Linked DNA regions of Zea mays: region 1 is linked to region 2. The links are chromatin contacts, called in public Hi-C maps. All regions are on one chromosome and are shown on one strand. The core of a region is the stretch at or near the end of the contact, and the rest is flanking DNA. Distances in the headings are between cores, read along the strand shown. Region 1 holds the start of LOC100277047 (glycine-rich protein). Region 2 holds the start of LOC103634084 (ethylene-responsive transcription factor ERF012).

The links. A called contact is a pair of places that touch in the nucleus more often than the background predicts.
Region 1: a contact with region 2 is called in a Hi-C map of tassel, with 2.0 times the contacts expected there. The contact joins the promoter of LOC100277047 here to the promoter of LOC103634084 in region 2. A contact is called at or near these places in 2 of 25 Hi-C or Micro-C datasets (ear and tassel).

Annotation. Positions count from the first base shown.
Region 1 is chr1:37,914,262-37,918,543 of Zm-B73-REFERENCE-NAM-5.0, forward strand. LOC100277047 (glycine-rich protein) reads left to right here and starts at 1,530. Exons shown (of 4, transcript NM_001150715.2): 1 at 1,530-1,792. The coding sequence starts at 1,774.
Region 2 is chr1:37,656,735-37,661,484 of Zm-B73-REFERENCE-NAM-5.0, forward strand. LOC103634084 (ethylene-responsive transcription factor ERF012) reads right to left here and starts at 1,717. Exons shown (of 1, transcript XM_008655705.4): 1 at 340-1,717. The coding sequence starts at 1,509. The coding sequence ends at 802.

The sequences.
Region 1 (4,282 bases), core at 280-2,779, 260 kb after region 2:
GAGCTAGAGCTTTCAGACTTGGGGGCTAGTTTGGGAGTTTAAATACCGGAGTGGATTGGAGGAGCTAAAATCTTTTTCTTATTTAATTTTGAATAAGAAAGAGATTTTAGCCCCTTCAATCTCCTCTAGTTTTATGGCTCCTAAACTAGTCACTAGAGATTCGGTTGCTGTAGATTATAGTCAATTCCTTAAATACAACAGCACTTAGCATATCTGCGCCACAAGAAACTGAGCGAGAAACGAACATCCGCGACGCACGCGCACGACAAAATCTGGGAACGAACATCCGTGAGGCGCGCGCATGCCAGGTTCCTCGCTCGACCATAGCCTCCAGCACACAGGATTAGAATGTCCATACCATTAGAATGCTTTAAGAATTTATAACACATGAAAGTAAGAATTTATAACACATGAAAGTCGCAAAACATTTTATAACACCCGAAAGTCGTAAAACATGTGTTTAAATTATACATAAGAAAATATAGAAATGTAAACATAAAGGATAGAAAACATAAAGTTAGATCTCATGTTTATTTTTCTTGAAAATTGTTACCAAGGATGTCATTCCATAGAAATTTTAATCCTTTGTTGTGAAGACTCTTAGGCCCCGTTTGTTTCGTTGGAATTGAATTCTATTCTAATAATTATAATTTTGACAAAACTAACTGAGTTAATATATTTATTTATGTAATGTATTTGTATATTATCCTAAATCATATCAGATATATAGTTATACACTACATTTATGTTATAGAGAAACAAGTAAAAGAGTGTGCTATAAATTTTACATTAGAAAAGTAGCATGTAAATCTATAGAATTAATTTTCATCTCACACCCCATGAATTTGAGAGACTTATATATACACTTTGGAAAATTGTGGAATGTCACATTATATAAAAAGGCTACTGTATTAGTTAAATTCCAATTCCTCAAAATGAAGTGAAACAAACGGACCCTTATTGAAAAACTTTTTAGGCCCCGTTTGTTTTCCTTCATTTGAGAAATTGAAATCTAACTAATGGAGTAGGCTATTTTTTAGAACGTAACATTTCATAACTTTCCAAAGTTTATATATAAGATTATATCAAATTTATAGGGTGAAAGATGGAAATGGATTCTATAGATTTGTATGATATTTTTCAAATATACAAATTATAACACACTCTTTTACTTGTTTCTCTATAGCATAAGTATAGTATATAACTATCTCTTTCATATAATTTAAAATAATATATATATATATATTATCATAATATATTAACTTAATTACTTTATATCTAAATTATAATTATCCGAATCAATTCCAACGAACAAACAGGGTCTTATATAAATTAAATTCTCTAAAATTATTTTGTTTTCCTCCGTTACAAATCGAAGACCTAGTCTTGCTTTCTCAATTAACAGATATTCACGACCTGTTTGTTTGATTTTAGTTAGTACCGGCTACTACTATATTTATAATATTTTTGTCTTTATAAATTATAGTAGTATCATTATAAATAGCTGGTTTTAATCTGAAAGAATAACCAGCTGCACCACTAATCCACTATACAGCACCAAGTTTGAGGGCTCGATGCTGGTTGACCTTGACCTTGTGCTCGTCAACCGAGTCCCGACTGCATCGATCTGACGGCCTTTCTACGCGCAACGACGAAGCTTCGCGAATCCCCTCCTTCCTTCGGCCTCACCTTCTTATTCTCCGCCGAACAAGTCTTAGACGCCTAATCCGTAGTTTACATCCCGAAGGGCGGCAAGGGTGATCCAGGCCGACCATGGCTTACGTCGAGAGAGGTAATCTGATTTCCGAAGGAATAGCCCCATAGGTTAGGAATTGCTTGTTCATGGTTTCTGCTGGTGGGTTCGCTGGCGGTCCGATCTGTCAATTGATCTAACTGATTATTCGCATGGCTATCCCCATTGTCATCTGGGTTGAGCACCTAGTCCTATTAGTGGGTTCGTCTGGTGGCCCGATCTGTCAATTGATCTAACTGATTATTCGCATGATGCTATCGAGATTGTCTTCTGTGTTGAACACCTAGTCCTATTGATTTGGGTGCTAGATTATCGACTGATGCTGTCTCTATAATCTTGTATTTCTAGAAGCATACGGGAACTCCTAGCAATAAGCTTTAGGATGGATGTTAGCCCATGTTTTTTTCTACTTAGCAAGCAGATCATTCTTACTGCCGTTTTCTCTGCAAAACAAATGTAGTTTCAGCCGGAATTCTAGTAGGTGTTTGGATGAAGGGGAATTTAGGTCATTTTCCCACTCAAACACCGGGAATTCTGGAGGGGATTTAAGTTCCCAAATTGAATAAGAAGGGGCTTTAGCCCCTTCAATCCCATCCGGTTTTGTGGCTCCCAAACTAGCCCTTAGGGTTGATTTGGTAACAATAGGATCACAGGGGGATTGGAGGGAATTGGGGGGGGGGGGGATGAACTAATTTCCCCCTCAATCCCCTCTAACCCCCCGTGATCTCTGGTCACCAAATCAGCCCAGTGGTAGGAATTACGGGCTGCAGCAGTGCGTGCAACTCTTGAATTGACTGAATTACATGCATTGGTTATGCAACCATATGTTTATGTGAGGCATTATGAATAATTACGGGGGGGGGGGGGGGGGGATGAACTAATTTCCCCCTCAATCCCCTCTAACCCCCCGTGATCTCTGGTCACCAAATCAGCCCAGTGGTAGGAATTACGGGCTGCAGCAGTGCGTGCAACTCTTGAATTGACTGAATTACATGCATTGGTTATGCAACCATATGTTTATGTGAGGCATTATGAATAATTACTGCAAAGGAGACACTGATAAGCAAAAAAAAACATGATTAATAACTGGAGCACTAGGCATCTGAACAGAACTGTGATTCGATGCTTGTGCTGGGTCGTCAGCCATTCTTGATTTAGCAGCCCTAGTTTTACATCTGAACTCACTGGAGACAGGGCCCTTGGTTTTAGAACAGAGGAAATTTGCTAATAGGATCATTGGAATTTTCGTACATACTTGATATTTTGAGCAAAAGTGCTACTGTAATTTGGTATTTTTGGCTATCAGTCATACTGAGTTTTTTTTTTCCAAGAAAAAGCTTGAGTTATTTCCTTGTACTTGCTATTATGTTAGATAATGAATATAAGTGACTTGCAAATTCGGTAAGATTTTGCTTTGAGTTAGTTACTTGGGCCTCATCAAGGAGGCTTGTAGAAAACAGAACACAACAAAAGATATCAGCTGTACATTTTTTAGTGCAAGTGTAAAAGTAATCGTGTATACCTAAAGCAGGAATGTTGCATGCATGCTGGTAGTGGTGGTAAAGCTGCCTTTGGTGGGGACAGTGGGTGCTGGGTGGCACTGGTTTAATTTTTCTTCCTTCTAAAAATTGTATATGAACTATAGAAGTACTAATTGGAAGTATTGTTTGGGGATTTTTTTTGGTTCTGAAATCTCAGTGGAATCCAATTCCCTGCATAATAAAAAAAACCAGTGAGATTTCCTTGTTTGGGGGTTTTGTTTTGCACTGATCTGATCACTCTCCTAATATATGAGACACCTGCGGGTGAGCACCTGTAATCCTGTATCACTTAAGATCAATATGGAAAGGCGATCTTTGAATGTGCTTCTGTAGCTGAAGATGAGTTTATATCAACTCATTCAAAACGTCATTTTTTTACAGTTTTCTGCTGAAAACTAAAGTAAATTAATGTAGAAAGTAGTATTAAGTTTCCTGGAGATTATTCCTGATATAATAGAAGTTGAAAGTTTGAGGTGTTCTTAAGTGTTTGATTTCCCTTCTCTAAATTCAGCAAGTAACATATCACATGTTGACAAAAGTAAATCATTGTGGCAAAACATCGCAGGATCATAATATCTGTTTGAGGCAGTTTATGGTTGCTTTTCTTGTAAAACGAAGGTTTCCCGGGCTGAGTTTGTATTCGTTTGTGTGGTTCCTTCTTTATTGGGGATCTTTTATACCCTTTCAGTTCTTAACGTACAGTTTTTTTTTGGTGGGGGGGGGGGGGGGGAGAACAATGTTGCATTCAGTTTTGAAGGATCTTTTATTTTATTTTTTATGAAAACATGCAGTTATTTGGATAAACCACATTAGATATGCGCCAAAATTGAAATGCTTGTACTCGGTCTGTATAGTGACCAAGTCATTCTTGAAATTCTTAGGATTCCATTTTAGGCCCTCCTCCTCCCTCTCCCTTCATCAACGCAAACACACACAGTGGATTGCCTTTTTCTTAATTCTTACTTATATAGGCGGGTTTGTATTTATA
Region 2 (4,750 bases), core at 467-2,966:
ACATATTGGTCTTAGTCAAATATCTTGACTTCAATATTTTTTTTGCATAAATCATGGATATTTTTATGTTTTTTATAAATCCGCTATTTGCTATAGCTGCGCTATAGCCACGCGATAGCTTTGTAGCCTGAAAAAAATGATGCCACTATTTTATATAGCCCGCTATTTTAAACCTTGCCCACGACTAGTTTTTTTAAGGAATATAGATTCTTAGAAAAACTCATAAGAAAAAAAACCTAAAACATGCATATAGTACGTACCATTGTTAACCGAAGATTTCTTAAACAAGATGCGGAAGGAAACGAGAACGCACGACGGGTGCGCTAGATTCGAGCAGGATCAAAAGCATCGTGTGCGTTCACCTTTACAACACCAAAAACTATGATACACACCAGCAGCAGTACAGCACAGCGCTAGCTAGTGTGAACCGCAAAATGCTTAGACGCGAAGCCTCAGGAGACAGAGACACAGCGCGTGTCCTTCCGAGCACTTTCTGATTAGATTAAGCAATCGCGAAAACTGTACTAATAATTCTATCTTTAAACAAAATGGAGGCAAATCTAGCAGAAGTATCCGATGCTCTCGGCTCTCGCTCGCTCAACAATCCATGTCCAGATGAGTACAGGTAATTAATATTTATCTTGTTTTATCTTATGTAAAAAAACAAAAGAATCTTTGGTGGAAGCTGCGCATGCATGAACCTAGCTAGGCACTCTCCTTGCAATGTCGTCGACAAGAAAAAAGATGGAGCAATGCATGTACGCTCACTGCATTGCGATCGATCTTTAGAGAGCGCGAGGCCTAGCAGAAACTCCACAGCCTCATCAGCTCGCCGTCGTCCTCGGGCTCCTCCCACGCCGACGACGGGAACGGCGCGGCGCCGGTGTCTATCAGATCCATCGACTTGGGCGAGGCGAATGCCTCCAGGTCCGTCCACAGCTCCTCCCCGCCGGGCGGCGAGCCTGTGCTGTCGTCCGCGGCAGACGATGATGCCGTCGCGTGCTCCTGGTGGGCGTGATCGGTGCTGCCCTGCGTCGACAGCGAGGCAGGCGTCGGCGTCGTCGTCGCGCTGGCGCCGATGCCGGCGGCGTCGCCGAACGCCGCGGCAGCCGCGGCCGCGGCGCGCTGGATGGACCTCGGCGACATGCCGCCGCTGGCACCCGGGTCGTCGTCGTCCGGGCGGCCGCCGCTGCTGTCATCAGCACGCCGGTGAGTCGAGGACGCGGACGAGGAAGGGAAGTTGAGGACGGCGTCGGAGCCCTTGAGGCACAGCAGCGCGGCGTCGTAGGCGCGCGCCGCGGCCTCGGGAGTGGCGTAGGAGCCGAGCCAGATCCGGCGCTTCTGGTTGGGCGCCCTGATCTCCGACACCCACGACCCCCAGCTCCGCATCCGCACCCCCTTGTACGGCCTCGCCGCCGCCGCCTTGCCGCTCTCCCGCATGGCCTTGCTGTCGGAAAAGGCGGCCGCCGCCGTGAGAACGCCATTGCTGCTTGGGTTCTTCACCATCATATATATGAACTGCCGTTCGGCGTGCGCCGCGGCGCTTAGATCTCCCCCCTGCTGTTCGTGCCTTGGGCGGGGAGGGAACGGGAGGAAGGGAGGAGAGTGACGCTGATGATGCGTGAGCAAGTGGACTCCATCGTATATATAGTGGCGCTGGCGCGGCGTCGAGCTCGCCACTGGAATGAAACGCCGCGCCTACACAGTGTCACACCACACGCACTAGCTCAGCTGTGGAGAAAGGGTTGGGGCTACCGATTTGGAAGACGCGCGCGCTTAGGTGTCATGCATGCCACCCTTAAAGTGTACATGCATGCATGTACTTCCTCGACGCGCTCCGCTTTTCTAATTTAGTTTCATCGTTCACATGATACGAGCTTGGACAAATCTGTGCTGTACTAGCTTTACTTCTTGGTCGAGTTCGTCGAACACGGACACACGGTAGTATATGTAGTAAAAACAAATACACGTTCGCTATTTTAGATATCATAGATAGATATACGAAACAGTACTTTGAACACTGATCGTCATTACATTAATATTTATAAAATGTAGTAGAATCATGATATTGTCTTGCTAATAAAAATTAAAAAGTTACTAACATGACATGTTTCAGAAGACACCATTGTTCAAAGTTTAACCAAAGTAAAAAGAACGTGCTATGTCAGAATGAAAATGTTTTTCCTATTTATTAACCAACCGGCCGGGAGGGTGGTGGTAATAAGTTGTATAGGGGTTTTAGATATTTATGCGTTAAAAACTTTGCGGGGATCAGTGATTATATATTCTTGTTGTTACTAATAGTAGAGTACTTTTCAATTATCCACGTTAGACACGATAGATAGAGAAAATAAATAAATTATGTAGGTACCTTTTTACACACATCAGAAACACCCATCCATCGCTTCAACAGATTCTATTCACGATCCACAATAACCATGTGAACTTTTCAATAAAATAAAATAAAAAAGAATTACCTGCCTTCATCATTATGAAAATACTTCAAAGTAACCCCTTAAATTTACATATAAAGTATCTACCTTTGTCATTATAAAAATAACCTAAGCTCACTACTCCTTAATATTTAAACTAACCTCATAAAAATTTTGCCGATCCAATCTTTGGAGATCGTCACATAGCAGGATTTGCGTACATATACGTTCTTAGGAATGAGCATTTGAACACACACCCTCCTTCTTCAAAAATTTGAGACTAACCAGCAGACCAAACATGTTTTAGTGTTCAAAATAAAACAATAATTATATTTGAATAAATATCTAAATACATATTTATATGATATATAACAACTAACCGTCGAAAGCAAGAGCTGCTAGTAATTAGAAAAACCCGGACCCTAAGATAACTGTGAGCGCATGCAACGTATGGTAAGAACATATAACCCTTGCTTTTTAGCTGTGCCGACTTTGCTTTTTAGCTGCTCTTACTTGAGAAGGTACTCCTACGTGCCCAGCCTAGATAGTAGCTGTAGACATGGCATATGGGAGGACGGAGGAATGCAGCAAAGCCCGGCCACTGGAGTTTCAGGAATACTATTATTCTGCGTGAGAAAGAAAAAAGAAACGGAGATCATCACATGCACGCACTGCAACTTCCGTGATGCTGTCGGAAACCCAATAATAATAAAGCCATATTTATTTAGAAATCATAAAACTAGATCGATTAGCTGCCAGAAAGCAGAATACACTGCAGAGGAGGCCAGAACAATAAGCTTTCTCATTCTCGGCATCTATATATTTCTTTATACACAAGGGAAGTGTCAGATCTGCAGCGGAATAAATGACACTACCTCCATCAGTCTCTCAATCACACACTCTATCTCATTTTCTATTTTAAACTTAACTATGTAAATAGTATAATCAACAGTATAAAACACCGCACGTATAAACACTCAAGGTCTCAAGCAGCAGAGTAGTAAATCCCAGATGAACTCGTCATCGTCAACCTATCGTTACATGCAAGCAAGCTCAGACCCGGCGGGTCTAATCGAGCGAGGCCCCACCATTAGAACAATGTGTGGGTCCATGGTTGAAGGCTGACACCGCAATGATCGATTGCCCATATGTATACGTGTAAATGTAAAGACAGAGCAAGCGGTTTAGGGAAAGTTTTGCTCCCCACGGCAAGTGACCAGGCGATAATTTGCTAGCATTCCCGATCCAGAAACGACGAGGATATGATGGCGAACTTCTCGTGAGCGATATTGTAGTGTTTGGTTTTAGAGACTAATATTTAGTCTTTCTATTTTTCTATTTTAATCTCTAAATTATCAATATGCTTCTATATTTAATAATTTAGAGAATAAAATGAAATAAAATAGAGAGACTAAAAAATAGCCTCTATAAACAAAACATTAGTGTGTTTGATGATGATCATTTCCATGACTTATGGTGTGTTTGGTTGAGGAGCGGAGAGGAATGAAACGGTTCCATTCTTATTTTTTTTATGTTTGGTTTCTAAAGGAGGAGAGCGGAGTGGCTGCGGAAGTCTATATATGGCAAATATTTGGGATGCTCCCGTTCCACGAAAACGATCGGATGCGAGCGCTCTCGCGGACGCGAGTGCTCTCCTCCCTCTCTTCCACTCCACACTCATATGACTCTCCAACCAAACAATGAACGGAGCGGCTCCACTCTATTCTACTCTTCAACCAAACAAAAAATGGAGCGGTTCCGTTCTGCTTGCCAAACACAGAATGAAATAGCTCAATTCCTAGAAACTAGAATGGAGCCGCTCTATCCCAGTTGGCTCCTCAACCAAACGCACCCTTAGTGTTGACAGCAATGCCAAAAACCAGATGCAAGATGACCGCCGGATCAGAAATAAATATGGGTACCAACTAACCAAAGAAATTATATGTTCCACACAAACATATCTACTGTGTTATCCTATAAGATGATAAATCGTTACTACTATACGTTTAGTACAATAGAAGAAAAAACACGATGAAATAGTAAAAATAGTAGTGCACCGGACTGTTTAGTGTGCACATGGATAAAAGGTAAACAGAGCCTTTCAAATGAAACTTAAACGACTACTAGTTACCTTGGGGCTATAAAAGGGACCCCTAGTCGCATGGAGCAGAACATCAAGCATTCATTGAACATCCTACAACGCCTAGACTTCACAAGCACACATTCGTTTCATTGTGATAGAGATTTGAGCAATTATTTGAGCTGTAACTCCGCTGCGTTGTTTCTTGTGTTTGTTTCTTTGCTTGTGTGCGTGTTGT